Linked DNA regions of Ovis aries: region 2 is linked to region 1. Evidence: chromatin contacts called from public Hi-C data. All regions are on one chromosome and are shown on one strand. Each heading gives the region's core, a stretch centred on a gene start, on an enhancer-like site or on the middle of the called end of the contact. The rest is flanking DNA. Distances are from core to core; before and after follow the strand shown. Region 1 holds the start of CEP68 (centrosomal protein 68). Region 2 has its middle 66 kb from the start of SLC1A4.

Region 1 (7,529 bases), core at 2,189-4,688:
GGAGAAGGAAATGGCAACCCACTCCAGTATTCTTGCCTGGGGAATCCCATGGACAGAGGAGCCTGGTGGGCTACAGTCCACGGGTGGCAAAGAGTCGGACACGACTGAGCGACTTCACTTTCACTTTCACTCCCACTCCCCGAAGGGGGCAGCTGGTTCCTTAAGTGGGGTGAGGGGAGGGGTGGATCTGTGGGGGCCAGAAGGGGTTTGAGTGGTCTGCCCACCCCTTTGTGGTGCTATGTGCAGGCATCATGCATGGCACCCTGCTTTTGCTCCCGGAACCTCAGAAGTGGCAGTTGGGTTTTGGCCTTTTTGTATTTTTTTGTTCATAGTTTGTGCCACCTGCTCACACATGCAGTTATTTTTAGTCTCTTATAGTTTCTTTGTATTTTGTTGCTAGAGGAGATGTCCAGGTGCAAGCACTGCAGTAAAGGGTCCCAGGTCCCAGCCTGTCTCAAATGGACCATCACCTGCATACTTGGCCCCGGGACCAGATACAATGACCGCTGAGCCTTCGAACTCTTCTCCTTTGGGGCAGGCATGAGGACATATTTTGTTGCTGTAGGAGACATGGTTGCATTGTGCAGCCTCAGAAATGGACTATAGTGGAGGTCCTTTTAGCCACCAGGACCTGAATATCCTTCTGATTTGGAGTGAGCCCCCCTACTCTGAGTCTTAGATTGAGGTTGGGCCCCTCTCCCACACTAGAAGCCAACTGATCCAGCACAAACCACGACAGAAACCAGAACTCTCCTTGCCTAATGGTAGTTAGAACACAGGAATATGACCTACAGTTAGACAAGTCAATGCTGCTGCTGCTGCTGCTAAGTGGCTTCAGTCGTGTCTGACTCTGTGTGACCCCATAGACAGCAGCCCACCAGGCTCCTCCGTCCATGGGATTTTCCAGGCAAGAGTACTGGAGTTGGGTGCCATTGCCTTCAGTCCTGCCCAAAACTTGAATCTTGAATGAATACCTAACATCACAGAAGAGTTGGAAAATACTTCACGGTGGCACTGAAAGTGCAGACATAAATCCTAACCAGAGCGGCTGGAGCAGTGTGGCTTGGGCTGAGAATCTTGCTCCCCAGTCTTACTGGATTTTTACCATTTCCAGACCTGGTCTCCCAGCTTTTCTGATATAAGAAATATAACCATATACATTTCTAGATTTATTTTGCTTAAGCTTAGAGGCACCATAGGTAAGAAACTCTCTCTCAGCCTCATTCTTTAAAATCCCAGACAGGGATTCAGGCCATTTCAGGTTGGGTCACACCTTTGTGGAGAAGAGGAAGGAGATTATAGTTGGCCTGCCCTGGGCTCCATGCCTTCTTGTTCTCTATCCTTCCTGCCTTGGGAGGTGAGAAATGTGATGCCCCTAAAGATTCATCTGATCCAAGGGATTTCAGACAATTCCTCAAAGGAAAGATCACTTCTCAGGCAAAAGCAAAAGATGCTCACAACACACAATTACAGGAAGTCATAGCTAAAAGGTGGCACAGTGGTAAAGAATACACCTGCCAGTGCAGGAGATATAGGAGATACATCCCTAGAAGGGGAAGATCCTCTGGAGAAGGAAATGGCAACCCACTCCAGGATGCTTGCCTGGAAAATCTGAGGACCCTGGCTGGTTACAGTCCATGGGGTTGCAAAGAGTCGGACACAACTGAGTGACTGAGCATGGATGTGAACATTGCTAAAAGGAACCTCAGGAGTCATCCATCCTACGCCCTCTTACAGACAAGGAAACCGTACAGGGTTGAAAATTATAAAGGCTAGGCACAAGGTACACACAGTGCTGCAGAGCTGAAAGGAGGAAGAGGGCGCATCAGGTTGAGGAGATCAAGGTGGGATTTGATCTGGGACCTGACATACAACAGGGGTACTGGGCTGTTTTGCCAACTTCAGAATTACTTTTGCGCTCATAGTCTGCTTATTTCAAACTCCACCTCCCATAACTTCCTTGGCTTTTTGAGAGCTTACTTATTTCCCCTTGATTTTGTTTTCAAATTCCCTTCACTTGTATTTGGTACCCTGATTCTATCCTCGACCTGGTTACCTGTTTGACTTGGTTCATTCTCTGTCCAGCTGGTTGTCTTGGCTAGGAAAGCCCCAAGTCTCAACCAGTGTGACTGGATGACAACCCGAGGTCTTCTGTGTATTCAGAGAAGACCAAGGGCCACAAACAAAAACATCTTCCAGTGTCAGGCTGGCTGTTACTTAACACAGAGGTGGTGCTTATGGGATTTAAATTTCTTGCCTAAAAAGCAAAAGCAAATAAAATCAATGTGTTGCCCAAGTAAAACCAAGAAACCATGTGGGCTAATTTCTTCTCTGTCAAAGTTTATGACTCTTGGATTAGACAGAACCCCCCGCTATCATTGCAGGTTCCGGAAGACCCAACAGGTTTTTATCTGGTAACCTCTCTGAGGCCAAAGAGCTTAATGGTAAAGAATGTGTGCTCTGGAATTCAGGTTGCCCACAGCGGGGGTTCAGACATTTACAGATCTGTTTGACGAACTGGTGAGAGACATTCAAGGTAAGCCAGATTGCTCAAGTGCTGCTGGGTAAACCTATCAGAACGCAGGACGGGCCTGACACAGATTACCAGGTGATCCCTTCCCCACTCCAGGCCGGTGGTAGTTCTTTTATATCCCAGGATTCGCTCAGCAGTACAAACTGTGCATTTAAGCTCCCAGGCCTCATGCTAGCTGGAGGAGAGGAGGAGGTGGCAGAAGAGGATGTGCATCGTGGCCTCCCACGAGCTGGATCCCACTTCCCCTCAAATTCCATCACCGATTTCCCATCGGAACGGGCTGCTCGGAGAGCCGCTAAGCAGCTCCTGGTTCATTTATTCACAAGCCTCCCATCCTTTCCGAGCCTGCCTAAGGTTCCACCTAAAGCTGTCCCCAACCATCAGGCCGGAGGGACCTCGCCATCTTCCGGCGCTAGAGCGCTGTGGCACCTGTTCAGGCCTCGGTCACACGCCTAATTGTTAAGATGCGAATGTAAACAGACGCACGAAGACTGGGTCCGCCTCTCTGGCAGAAGCGTGCCAGGAACACTGCCAGGCGCTTTGCCCAAAATGAATGGAAATGAACGGGTGCATGACTTGGGCTGCGGCCGACTACCTAAAACAGAGAGCCCGATGGCACCCACCGTTCCTCGCAGCCAGGGACTACGCGCCCTCTCACTACCCCTTTCATCCAGGACACTAGAACGTGAGCCGCCAGCGCGGAAGGCGAGGAAGGACGGCCGACCGAAGAAGCGCCGGCTTCCTATAGGCCAAGGTGGTACCAGGGGTGGGCTGTTCTTGCAGGAGCGGGTAGTGCATTGGTCGACCCTCCGGCCTGAGGGCTGGGATTGGTCGCGCCTCTCCGAAGGCGCCCTGGCGCGGAGGCGGGGCAACGGAGGGCGTGACCGGCGGTCGGTCCCGCCCCAGGCGTTCAGGACTCCGGCGGGAGGGCCTCGGTGACCACCTGGGACTCCGTCTTCGGAGCTGCCGCATGCGACTGCTGACGCCGCCAGCTCGTTCGGGGAGTCCGAAGGGTTCCGGACGCGGTAGGTAGCGACCGGCTGGTGCACAGGCGCGGAGTTCGGGGGGCTGCGGCCCGGCCCCCTCGCCCTGCGGGGGCGGGCCGCGGGGCCTTGCGTCCCCTTCCTCTAAGGGCGCCGAGGCTTTAAGGGGCAGGGGGCGCCTCGTGCCTGAGCCTCCATTTTGCAGGCGGAACGGCGGATGAGGGTAGCGGCCGGGAGTCGGGGCGCGGAGGCGGGAGGCCGTCGTTGGAAAAGCCTGAGCGCGGCGAAATCTGGCCGCGGGAGCGAGCGTGTCCGGGCATCCTGTCCAAGCAGCTGCGCCGCGTTGCTGCCCGGGTTTCAGAGAACTCTCTCCTTTGCGGCCTCGCCTCGGGCGTGTCTTGTTTATTACCCTGCGCGCTCGCCCTGCCCAGGTGCTCCGGGAGTTAGGGGCTCGAGCTGCTCCTGGATCTGGGCTGCCTTAGAGACCCTCTCTCACCCGCTCAGGGTCATTCCGGCTATTAAGATGGAGACGAACGATGCCTTCTGGTCGCTTTGAATGCGGCGGCCCCCGCTGCCGAGGAGAAAATGCAATTCGTCTCACATGTTTTGCCTGGAAAGGCCACCCTTTCCAACTGTCATCACTAGAATGGTTCTCAGCCCAGGGGCACAAGTCCAAAACCTGTTTCAGGCCCTTTATAATTATTGGGTTGGGTTCGGTATATTGTTTGTAATGAAAATGAACGGAAACCAGCCAGTGCCACAGCAGATTTGGACCTCACTGGGAGTTTACTGGAGGGGGGTGGGGAGGGCGCACCCGAAGATAGTTGACATTCATAAAAACCCTTACGTTCCTAGACCTAGGATGTGAAGGTTGTTGTTAAAATGCATGATAGTGTTTTGGGTCAAGAAATCAACGGTACAAGGCTTGATTAAAAGAGGTTGAGGTAACAAAATTCTGTAAAGCAATTATCCTTCAATAAAAGGAAAAAAAAAAGGTAGAGGTCATCCCTTCTCATTATTGTTCCTTCCACCACCTGGGTCAGTCAGTTCTGGGTCTCCTGCTACAGAAAAGAGCAAATAACTCAGGTTTCACCTCTTCTGGAAAGCTTTTTAAAGGTCTTTCCCTACCCCTCAACTGATAATCACTCCTTACTCTGGTCTGCCTTTTGTAGCCTCTGTCTTTATACATCACACTTTATTGTGGTTTCCCCAGCCCCTAGGACAGCGCTTGGAGCACAGAAGACACTCAGTGGTTGCAGGAAGCCAAAAGAAAGCAAAAAATCAGTAGTGTAGCCAAAAGTCGACAAAACCCTTTAATTCCATTGACATGTTGGGCCAGTTATTCGTACAGGTGAGGAAAGCAATTGAGCTGTGTGGCTCTCAAGTCAAATCCCTTAGCTCAACCTTGTTACTACCTTTGGATAAGTTAAGGTAACTTCTTCGTGCCTCAGTTTCCTCAGTAAAATGGGAGTGACAGTAGTACCTACTTCATGATTTCTGAGGAATAAATAAAATATTGACATAAAGTGCTTGGCATAGTTCCGTGGCACAGGGAAAATGTTCCTTAGCTGTTAACACTTGTTAGGATAAAAATAAACATATTTGAGCAGATTCACTAATACTGAACATCTGTATAGTATTTAACCCTCAGGTTCTGTCTGCCTTTTGGTCCTTACCTGTTCCTTGATTTTAAAAACATTCCTTTAGCCATTCCAGATTTTTCCTCCCACTGTAAACGTATTTCCATGGAAGATTACCTGTTTATGCATTTAAAGTACCGTCACCCACTGGAGATTGATGGAGTGCCAAATAACAATTTGGCCAAGTATTGCAGTACTATTTGATGCACTCTTCATGTGGTCTGTTACTGAAAATGGTCATGTAAAAGCAGAGGAGAGGGAAGCTGATGTGGCTGACAAAAAAGTTGGTTCAGATGGAAGTGGACTTGAGATGTTGTCTCTCCTTTTAACTTAAATCTGTTTTCGTGAAAAAACTGCCTCCTGTCTTTAAAGTTCACAAACATTGTGAACACTGGAAGAAGTCTTCTGGTAGCTCTGAATCTATTTGCTAGACCGTGAGGTGGCAGATGCACCCTCTAGGGGGAGGTTGCCTCACTTCCAGGTTTTCTTGTACCACTTTCTGGTCACAGGAAACAGGTTAAGTAGTCTGTTTCCTGCCAGCTGTAGGTCCCCTTGGCATGTCAGTTTTTCTTAAATTACTCAGAATCTCCAAATCAAAGACCCTGTCTCCTCTCACTTGTAACTGTCACAGGAGAATTCTGGTCTCTGATTGTGCTTTTAGTGTAGCTATATGAATCTGGAATCCTTTTAAGGAAACACTGTTCTTTCTGAAGATGCCCTCCAGTTGTGACATCCTGTCATTAACCATTAAGAAACCTGCCACAAGGTGTGAGCTTTTCCTAGTGTCCTGTTGGAAGGACCTTAAGGACTGCTGCTGCTGCTGCTGCTGCTGCTAAGTCACTTTGGTCGTGTCTGACTCTATGCGACCCCGTGGACCACCAAGGCTCCTCCGTCCCTGGGATTCTCCAGGCAAGAACAGGAGTGGGTTGCCATTTCCTTCTCCAATACATGAAAGTGAAAAGTGAAAGTGAAGTCCCTCAGTTGTGTCCGACTCTTAGCGACTGCATGGACTGCAGCCTACCAGGCTTCTCTGTCCATGGGATTTTCCAGGCAAGAGTACTGGAGTGGGGTGCCATTGTCTTCTCCGGACCTTCAGGACAAGGACCATAAATTTCCTACTTTTGTCTGCCTTGCGTAAGGTGGGTACTTGATGAATGGTAGGAAAGCCATTGTATTTCCCTTTCAGGATGCTGAAACAGGCTTACTAACTTGGTGGTTCTGAAACATTACTCTGCCTACCAACCACCTGGAGAGCTTGCTAAGATGCAAATTGTGACCCCAGAGCTCTGGGCTGGTGCCTGAGAATCTGCATTCCCAGCAACCCTGAGGTGATGCAGGTGCTGCTTTTCTGTGGACAACACTTTGAGTAGAAAGATACTAACATAAGGATCTACATTTGATTTTTAGACGTACTGGTAAACAGGCTTTGTTTTTTTCTGGCATTTGATGAAATGTTGGATTTAGAGCTTTTTTAAAAAAAAATTCTGTTTTTAACACTTCCTCTATTTTGTTCCAAAAATTGTTTGAGTAACCTTTCCAAAATCATTTCAGTGTAACAAGATTTTTAATAAAAGTGATTGAGACAGATCAGGTGAAAAATACCAAAGGTGAATGCCTCTCTGGCCTCTGCATTTTACTTGCGTGAGACTACTGATTCGGTTCTGAGCTTCCAAGCAGCAAGAGCAAAGAGGAGAATTTTTTAAAAATGAGTTTTGCCAGTACCTGTATAAAGAAAAGAGTAAACTGGCTACTCAGTGAAATCGCAGTGTCTGTTACAGAGACCTGAGAATTCTCCAAAAAGAAATGTTCTTAATGGCACCTCCCGAATATCAGCAAGGTTCTTATCAGTCTTCACATCATGTGGCCTGATGGACTTACAGAAAACTGTCAGTACAGTAAAAGCAGTGGCCTGTGGAACTGCAGCGATGTGGTCCAGGGCCAGCTTCTTTAGACAGTAGAAATGATTTGTGTTATGGGGCAGATGTTTTTTTTGACCTTGCTCTTTGGTGGGAACAGAGTAGTGTTAGTTACTCATTGATGTCCAACTCTTTGCAAACCCCATGGACTATATCCACCAGGCTCCTCTGTCCATGGGATTCTCCTGGTAAGAATACTCTAGTGGGTCACCATTCCCTTCTCCACAGGATCTTCCTGACCCAGGGAACGAACCCAGGTCTCTGGCGTTGCAGGCAGATTCTTTACTGTTTGAGCTACAGGGAAGACCTAGGTGGGAACAGAGGGTCCACTTAATGGACATGTTCAGTCCCCATCATCCTCATACTCTGAGCTTCGTTGGTTGGCAATAATCTACTGCCAAGGAGGCCAGAGAGCTTGGGGTGGGGGGAGGGGTGGCTGGAAGCTCAGTTACGATCC
Region 2 (7,529 bases), core at 3,039-5,538, 120 kb before region 1:
AACTCAACTTGATTCTACCTCCAAACCCACGCTCCTCCTGGTGGGAATTTACCCTCAGAGATTCTCAGGTCTCCCCTTTACCACAGTTGTGCTGGGGTCCCCTGGACCGTAGCAGCAAAACACCAGCTCCCATGACCTGTGACCACATGGGGCACCCAGGTGGCGCAGTGATAAAGAACTTGCTTCCCAGTGCAGGAGATGCAAGAGATGCGGGTTCAATTCCTGGGTTGGGAAGACCGCCTGGAGGAGAAGATGACAACCCACCCCAGTATTCTTGCCTGGAAAATCCCACAGACAGAGGAGCCTTGTTGGCTACCAAGTGGGGTCAAAAAGAGTCGGACAGGACTGAGCACATATTCACCTCCCCTCATTAGCACACCCACCAGGGCAGCCTTCCTCTCCCCTGTGTGCCCAGTCCCTGTGGGCTTTTTTCTTTTTTTTAAGTGTTTAAAAATATTTATTTATTTGGCTGCTTCGGGCCTTTGTTGTGGCGTGCAGGATCGTGCAGGGACACGAGGACTCTTTAGTTCTGGTGTACCAGCTTAGCTGCCCCTCGGCACCTGGGATCTTTAAGGGGACTCTAACCCACATCCCCTGCATTGGCAGGTGGATTCTTAACCACTGGACCACCAGGAAAGTCTCCCTGTGAGCCTTAGGGCCCAGCCTGGATGCAAGAATCTTGGAGAGCCTGGAGACTCGCTTCCTCAGTCCCACCCTCTGAAGCATCACTGCTGAGATCTTGCCACTTCTTTCCTCACATCCCTCCCTTTCCTTTCTCCCTTCATCTCTAACTCCTTGCCACCTCAAGACCTCTCTCCCATCTTCCTTTTTTGGGACACATAACCTCATCAATGGGTTTAAATGTTTCAAAAGGAAGAAGTATATTAGCCCTGCTACAAAACTTGAGTATAGGGATTACCAGCAACATAGGAATTACATGATTTGAAAATCCTCTAACTACAAACTCCTAGAAATGCTGAGCTTTCAAGAACAAAAAGAAAAAATCCTTCAGGTACCAAGTCTAGAGCGAAGATTTTATCTTGCTCTGGGATACAAGAAGCATCCATGAGTAAAGAAACAGGTAAACCAGGGGATAAATCTAAAAATAATACTTTATAAAGCTAACTTAGGATATGCAAAAATGAGACAGGACTAAAACACTAGAAAATAGTCAGATATAAAATGGAAGTGTAATGATCTGGTTTAATGTTTCAGTGTCACTGAATTGTTTAGGAGGAGAATAAAGAAATTGATTCACTTTGTATTTTGTGGCATCAAAGAAGCATGTTCAAAATTTAGGGTATTCAGTAAAATGATAAAAATTGAGTGCATATCTTCCATGCAGGAAGGAGGTTAAACAAAGCCTGGATTTACAGCTGAAAGGAAGCTGGAGGGAAAATACAGAAACTAACATATATGTTAAGAGTCATAAAAAAATTCTGCCATATATATATGTACAGGAATTACCTCCCGGTGCAACAGTGACCGTTTATGGAGAGTGAGAGTTCAGGTGAATTTTATCTTCTTTTTTCCTCTTTGGATGGGCAGTCTCCAAAATGACCCCCAATGGCCTTCACCTGGTTCTCACACCTGGGCAATTCTCATGCTGCAACAGGGTTACTCTGTGACCAAAAGACCGCAGCAGAATGGATGGTCCAGCACATTGTGCTGAGGTTACAAACGTTTGCAATTTCCATCTTGGGCTCTCTCTTTTCTGTTCTCTCATTTGCTTTTGAGGGTAGCCTTGTCATGTGCAGCACTATGGAGAGGCCCACCGTGGCCTCTTGCCAACAGTCATGTGTGTGACTTTGGAAGCAAATCCTCCAGCCTCAGTCAGGCCCTCAGCCACCTCCCTAGAGTCCCTGCATCAGGACCACCCAGCTAGGCCGCATCTGGCAGCTGTGAGATGACACGTGCTTGTTGGTTTAAGCTGATTAGGTTTTGGAAATAATTATATATAGATAGATGGATATAGATAACTTATCTGTATGCAGCAATAGGTAAGTTGTACAATACTTTTGGTGCAAGTTTTAAACTGTACATAATGGACATATATTCCTTTTCAAGCAGAAAAGACGATTTTTTTTGAGTGAACAATCAATTAAATCATTCATTCCAGTGTGATAAAAGACAACCTGTTTAGTCATCTTGTCACCCAGGTGGTGCCTGGCACACTTGTACCAACTGAAACAGCCACATCACCTGTGCAAAGACACTGGCTACACCAGGGCATCTGAACAGGGCTATCCTTAATTTTGACTTGGCCAAGGACCCTGGCCTTGCAAAATATCCCATAAAAGGGGATGATTCTTTTTGTGTGATCCAGGTCTTATAAATATAACCAAAAGTCAGTTAATTTACTTGCAAAGTTGGATAACTTTTAAACTTGGTTAACTGATTCATAGTGAAGTGAAGTCACTCAGTCGTGTACGACTCTTTGCGACCCCACGGACTGTGGCCTACCAGGCTCCCCTCTCCATGGGATTTTCCAGGCAAGAATACTGGAGTGGGTTGCCATTTCCTTCTCCAGGAGATCTTCGTGACCCAGGGATTGAACCCAAGTCTCCCACATTGTAGGCAGACGCTTTACCGTCTGAGCCACCAAGGAAGATGTTGTGTAAAATAATAAATAACATTTGATTTCAGTATATTATTTATGTTGTTGTACCCACGGAGAAGTGTCTCAGGTTGGGACTATAGCAGTAGAAAGAATGCTGGACCAGCTCTGTGACTCTGGGGCAAGTCACTGAGTCTCTGGGCCTCCATTTCCTCACATGTAAGATGGTAATGTCGGAGTATATATATAAACATATATATTTTTTTCCCTATTTTTTTTTTTAAAGAAGTATAGTTGGTTTACAATGTTTAGTTTCAGGCATACAACCAAGTGATTCAGTTATACATACGTATGTCTCTCTTGTTCAGAATCCTTTCCCTTTTAGATTATTATAAGATATTGAGCATAGTTTGCTGTGCTATATAGAGTAGGTCTTTGTTGGTTGCCTGTTTTATATGTAGTAGTGGTATACTTTAATCCAAAAATCCTAATTGATCCCCTTTCCCCTTCGGTAGCCTTAAGCTGTTTTTTTCCTGTGAATCTATTTCTGTTTTGTCCTTAAGTTCATTTGTGCCACTTTTTAGGGCCCACATATAAGTGACAGCGTGTGACATTTGTCTTCACCTGGCTTACTTCACTTGGTATGATAATCTCTAAATCCATCCATGTTGCTGCAAATGACATTTCATTTTTTTGATCTAGTAATATTCCATTGTATGTGTGTGTACGTATATATCTTACATCTTCAAGGATTGGAGTATGTTAATCTCCCCCACTTCCCTGTGGCTAAGTGGTAAAGAGATGTGGGTTCAATCCCTGGGTCAGGAATGTCTGTTAGAGTAGGAAATGGCAACCCACTCCAGTATTCTTGTCTGGGAAATCCCATGGATAGGGGAGCCTGGCAGGCTACAGTCTGTGGGGTCACAAAAGAGTCATACATGACTTAGCGACTAAACAAAAACAATTAATCTCCCATGGCTCTAAACATCTGTTAATCAATAATACCAGGTTAACTGTGGAATTTTGGCTCTTCGATGACAAGCTATTTGAAGCCCCCTTCATGAAGGACCCTGCTCTGGCCAGTATGGAAGATGCTAGCCACAGAGGGACTATTTGAATTAGTTGAAATTAACAAAAACTTCAGTTTCTCACTTGCAGTGGCCATATTCCAAGAGCTTGATGATCACAGGTGGCTGCGGCCAGTGTGTTGGACCGTACAGAGCCAGACCTTCCTATGTTCTGCCGGGTCTTGCTCTGGGTCTTGCCTTTAGTGAGGTCCATGGCCCAGCATCAGCATTATCCGAGAGCCCTTAGAAATGCAGGATCTTGGGTGCTTACCCAGATCTGCTGAATCAGGGTGTGCATTGTAACAGGATCCCCAGGTGCTGCCTGCACAGGAGGTTGAGGAGCCAGACTATAAAGAGCGCTCCTCACCAGAATCTGAAAGAGCCTGAAAGGGCAGAGTGGTACTCAGCTGTGTGGCCTCGGTATGGACTCCGGGGACTCATCGCCAGACTCTCTTTTAGCAGCTGTGTGACCTTATCTACCGCCTAGGTAAATCTGAAGCTATAGCAAGATAAAGCAGTGATCAGTAAATGCTCTTTAAATGGGCATTTTGTTGTGTTTGGACTTGATAAGGTTTAAGGTCCCTGCCAACCCCACGCTCAACGCACAGACCGCGTGGCCGAGCGGTTTTCCCTTGCCGCCACAGGGTGGCGCTGTGCCACCAACGTCCTTTCGTCTCCAACCGGCTTCCTGCTGGCTCTGCTGCAAGAAGCCCGAACAGGGCCCTGAGACTTCCAGGTCTCTGCTTCGGATTACCAGGCACGCTCTGGCCGCCGGACACCGATCCAAGCATTCATCTGAAAGATAATGGGAAAACAGACCTCAGCTTTGTGCAGAGTTGGAATGCAAAAGCAAGGTTGGCGCAAAGAATTGAGTAAGGACTGTGCGAAAGTCGTGGCGGAAGCAAGGGGGCTCCTGTTGGAAGGCTAGAGGGAGGGACGCCTTCTGATTGTACAAGTCAGCTTCCGACTGACCCGGCTTCTCGGTCCACAGATGAACGCTCTGGCTCTTTGCCAGTCGTGTGTGTGTGTGTGTGTGTGTGTGTGTGTGTGTGAGAGAGAGAGAGAGAGAGAGAGAGAGAGAGAGAGAGCGAGCGAGCGAGCGAGAGAGGGAGGGATGAGGTGATCAGGAGTGGGCTGGTGGGCGATTTTTTTAAGGAGTCGTTTTCTAAACTTTCTCAAACTTTAGCCTACATCACCATCACCCAGAAGGCTTTTTAAAAGGCAGATGCTGGCCTCTACCTTAGAGGTCTGGGGTGGCCTGACAGTCTGCATTTCGAACAAGTTCCCAGGTGGCTGGGAGACTGCTGACCCAGAGACTGCCCTTTGAGAACCAGTCAGCCCTCAATCCCTGGGTCAGAAAGATCCTGTGGAGAAGGAAATAGCAACCCACTCCTCTATTCTTGCCTGAAGAATCCCACGGACAGAGGAGCCTGGGGGCTACAGTCCATAGGGTCACAAAGAATCTGACCCAGCTGAAGTGACTTAGCACTCAACTCAGGGACCCTAAAATCCTGAAAAGCTCACCTGCACCAAAGCATTTGAGCCCAGTTCTAGAGAAGGACTGTGACTTCAAAGGATATTAGTCCAAATCCCCACTGCCTCCCCCCGCACTCCCTCCTCCGTGGCCCCCACCTCATCCCATGATGAGGCCTCAGCTGTCGCAGTAACTTTTCAAAGTACCCTCAGGCTGTGGCAGGTACTGGCTAGTCAGAACCTGGTGTGGTCCAGGAGGCAGGCTGGGACCTGGGAGCCAGAATTCTTCACAGTTAATCGCCCCCCTCTCTCTTCTGCTACAGGCTTATAACTCATAATCCATGCTCTGTCCCAGAAGGATGATTCAGACTTTCAAAGCAAGCTTAGACCCACTTCAAGCACAAAACCTATGGAGACCACACTCCTTGCCTGGTGCCATCAAGGCAGGGTCACTTCCCCCTAGAAATAGGTGGAAATGTCAGGCGCCTGGATTTTGATGGAGGTGGTCGGATATCTCAGAGGAAGTGCAAAGAAATCCTTTGGGCCCCTGCAGTGGTTGATATAGGCTAACTGCAATTCTTGTCACTAGAGGAGGAATCATAGGAAAAAAGCCTGGGTCCCTCCTCTGAGTTCCTCAGCACCAGGGCCTCTGCAGAGGTTCATTCTCTTCCAGGAAGCCAGCCACTCTGAGTTCATTCTCTTTCTTCTTTTTTTTTTTTTTTTCCCCATTCTCTTTCAAGAGCTGGGCCAGCATTTCCCTGGAAGTCCAGTGGTTAAGAATCCTCCTGCCAGTTCAGGGAACGTGAGTTTGATCCCTGATCCAAGAGGATTCCACATGCTGTGGGGCAACTGGGCCTGTACAACCACAAGTACTGACGCCCGTGTGCCTTAGAGCCTGCACTCCACAGGAGAAGCCAGTGCAGTGAGAAGCCCGCACACCACAGCTTGAGAGTGGGCCTTGCTTGGTACAACTAGAGAGGGCCTGAATGCAGCAACACTCAGTGCTGCCAAAAATGTAGCCTTTCCCTTCTCCAGGTGATCTTCCCAACCTAGGGACCAAACCCAGGTCTCCTGCATTGCAGGCTGAGCCACAAGGGAAGCCCAAGAATACTGTACTGGGTAGCTACCCCTTCTCCAGAGGATCTTCTCAACCCAGGATCAAACTGAGGTCTCCTCCATTGCAGATGGATTCCCAACTAAGCCACCAGGGAAGCCCCAATTAAATAAATAATTTTTTAAAAAGACCTAGGCCAATCTATTTGGAGGCTTCCATGTGGGAGAGGAAGTGGAATTTTTAGACTACACCTCTTCTGATTTTCTGTCTGTGGAACCTTATCTTATTTGTTGTTTGTGTTTTTGTATCATTTTGGGATGAACCACTCTGTCTCTTGTGGGATGGGAAAATTCTACTTGCTTCATCTGGACTCACTTCCCTTTCAGGCTTTGCTTATTGCAAACCACTCTGGGTCCTTTCTCTTTCAAGAGCCAGACCACTATGGAAGCCTGTTTGTCCATAATAACTAAATAAGAGTGACCAGAGCAAAACGGTAAGGTTGCTATGTCTATGTAGATACATGTGCATACGTGCGTGCTTAGTTGCTTCAGTCATGTCTGACTCTTTGGAACTCTATGGACTATAGCCTGCCAGGCTCCTCTGTCCATGAGATTCTCCAGGCAAGAATACTAGAATGAGTTGCCATGCCCTCCTCCAGGGGATCTTCCTGACCCAGGGACTGAACCTGCATCTCCTGGATCTCCTGCATTGCAGGCAGATTCTTTACCACTGAGCCACCACGGTAGCCCCATAGATGTATGTATGCCCCTTATAAATATGAGATGCCTCTGCCTTCTAATGGCATTGTCAGAATTGGTTTGTGGATGAGCTCTGTTTAATTGGCTTAAGAGAAATTAAGTGCTTATATGAATTCTCAGGAATATAAAAGAAACTGATCAGAATGAATTTCAGGTTCAAGTGATCTGGGAAATATTCAGTACTGAGTCGATATCTGGTATTGAAGCTAGCTGAAACTTGTTGGTTTGACTAATATTGACATGTCTTTAGCATCATCAGTGTTAAGTAGTACTTCTGTTGTACCTAGGTTTGCTGAAGATCAAATAAGACCTTGTTATATTTGTTGAAACCGTCAGTGAGGAAAATAATTTGATAACTTGAAACTAAATTTTTATTATCTGATTTTAACTTTTTGAAAAAGGAATGACCTGTTGATGCATACATGGATGGATGGCAGAACAATTATGCTAAGTGAAAGAAGCCAGATTTTTAAAGTACTTACTGTATGATTCTATTTATATAAAATTCTGTAAAATGCAAACTAACTCATAATGAGCAGATTACTGGTTGCCTGGGGAGTGGGTGTTGGCAGGAAGAGGAATGGAAAAAGGATTATTAAGTGGTGTGAGGAAACTTTGGG

What was found. Hi-C and Micro-C count contacts between places; a contact is called where the count stands out from the background.
Region 2: a contact with region 1 is called in a Hi-C map of blood, with 5 times the contacts expected there. The contact joins the enhancer-like site here to the promoter of CEP68 in region 1. A contact is called at or near these places in 12 of 16 Hi-C or Micro-C datasets (blood, hypothalamus, liver and 6 more).

Annotation. Positions count from the first base shown.
Region 1 is chr3:43,274,728-43,282,256 of ARS-UI_Ramb_v3.0, reverse strand. CEP68 (centrosomal protein 68) reads left to right here and starts at 3,438. Exons shown (of 6, transcript XM_060412038.1): 1 at 3,438-3,558.
Region 2 is chr3:43,396,895-43,404,423 of ARS-UI_Ramb_v3.0, reverse strand. No RefSeq gene overlaps it. Among named protein-coding and RNA genes, the nearest start is that of SLC1A4, 66 kb to the right of the region's middle. Within about 2 kb of position 4,288, at least 15 of the 54 cell types and tissues checked have an H3K27ac peak or open chromatin away from gene starts, as enhancers often do. A contact at or near this core is called in hypothalamus and liver, where this site is marked.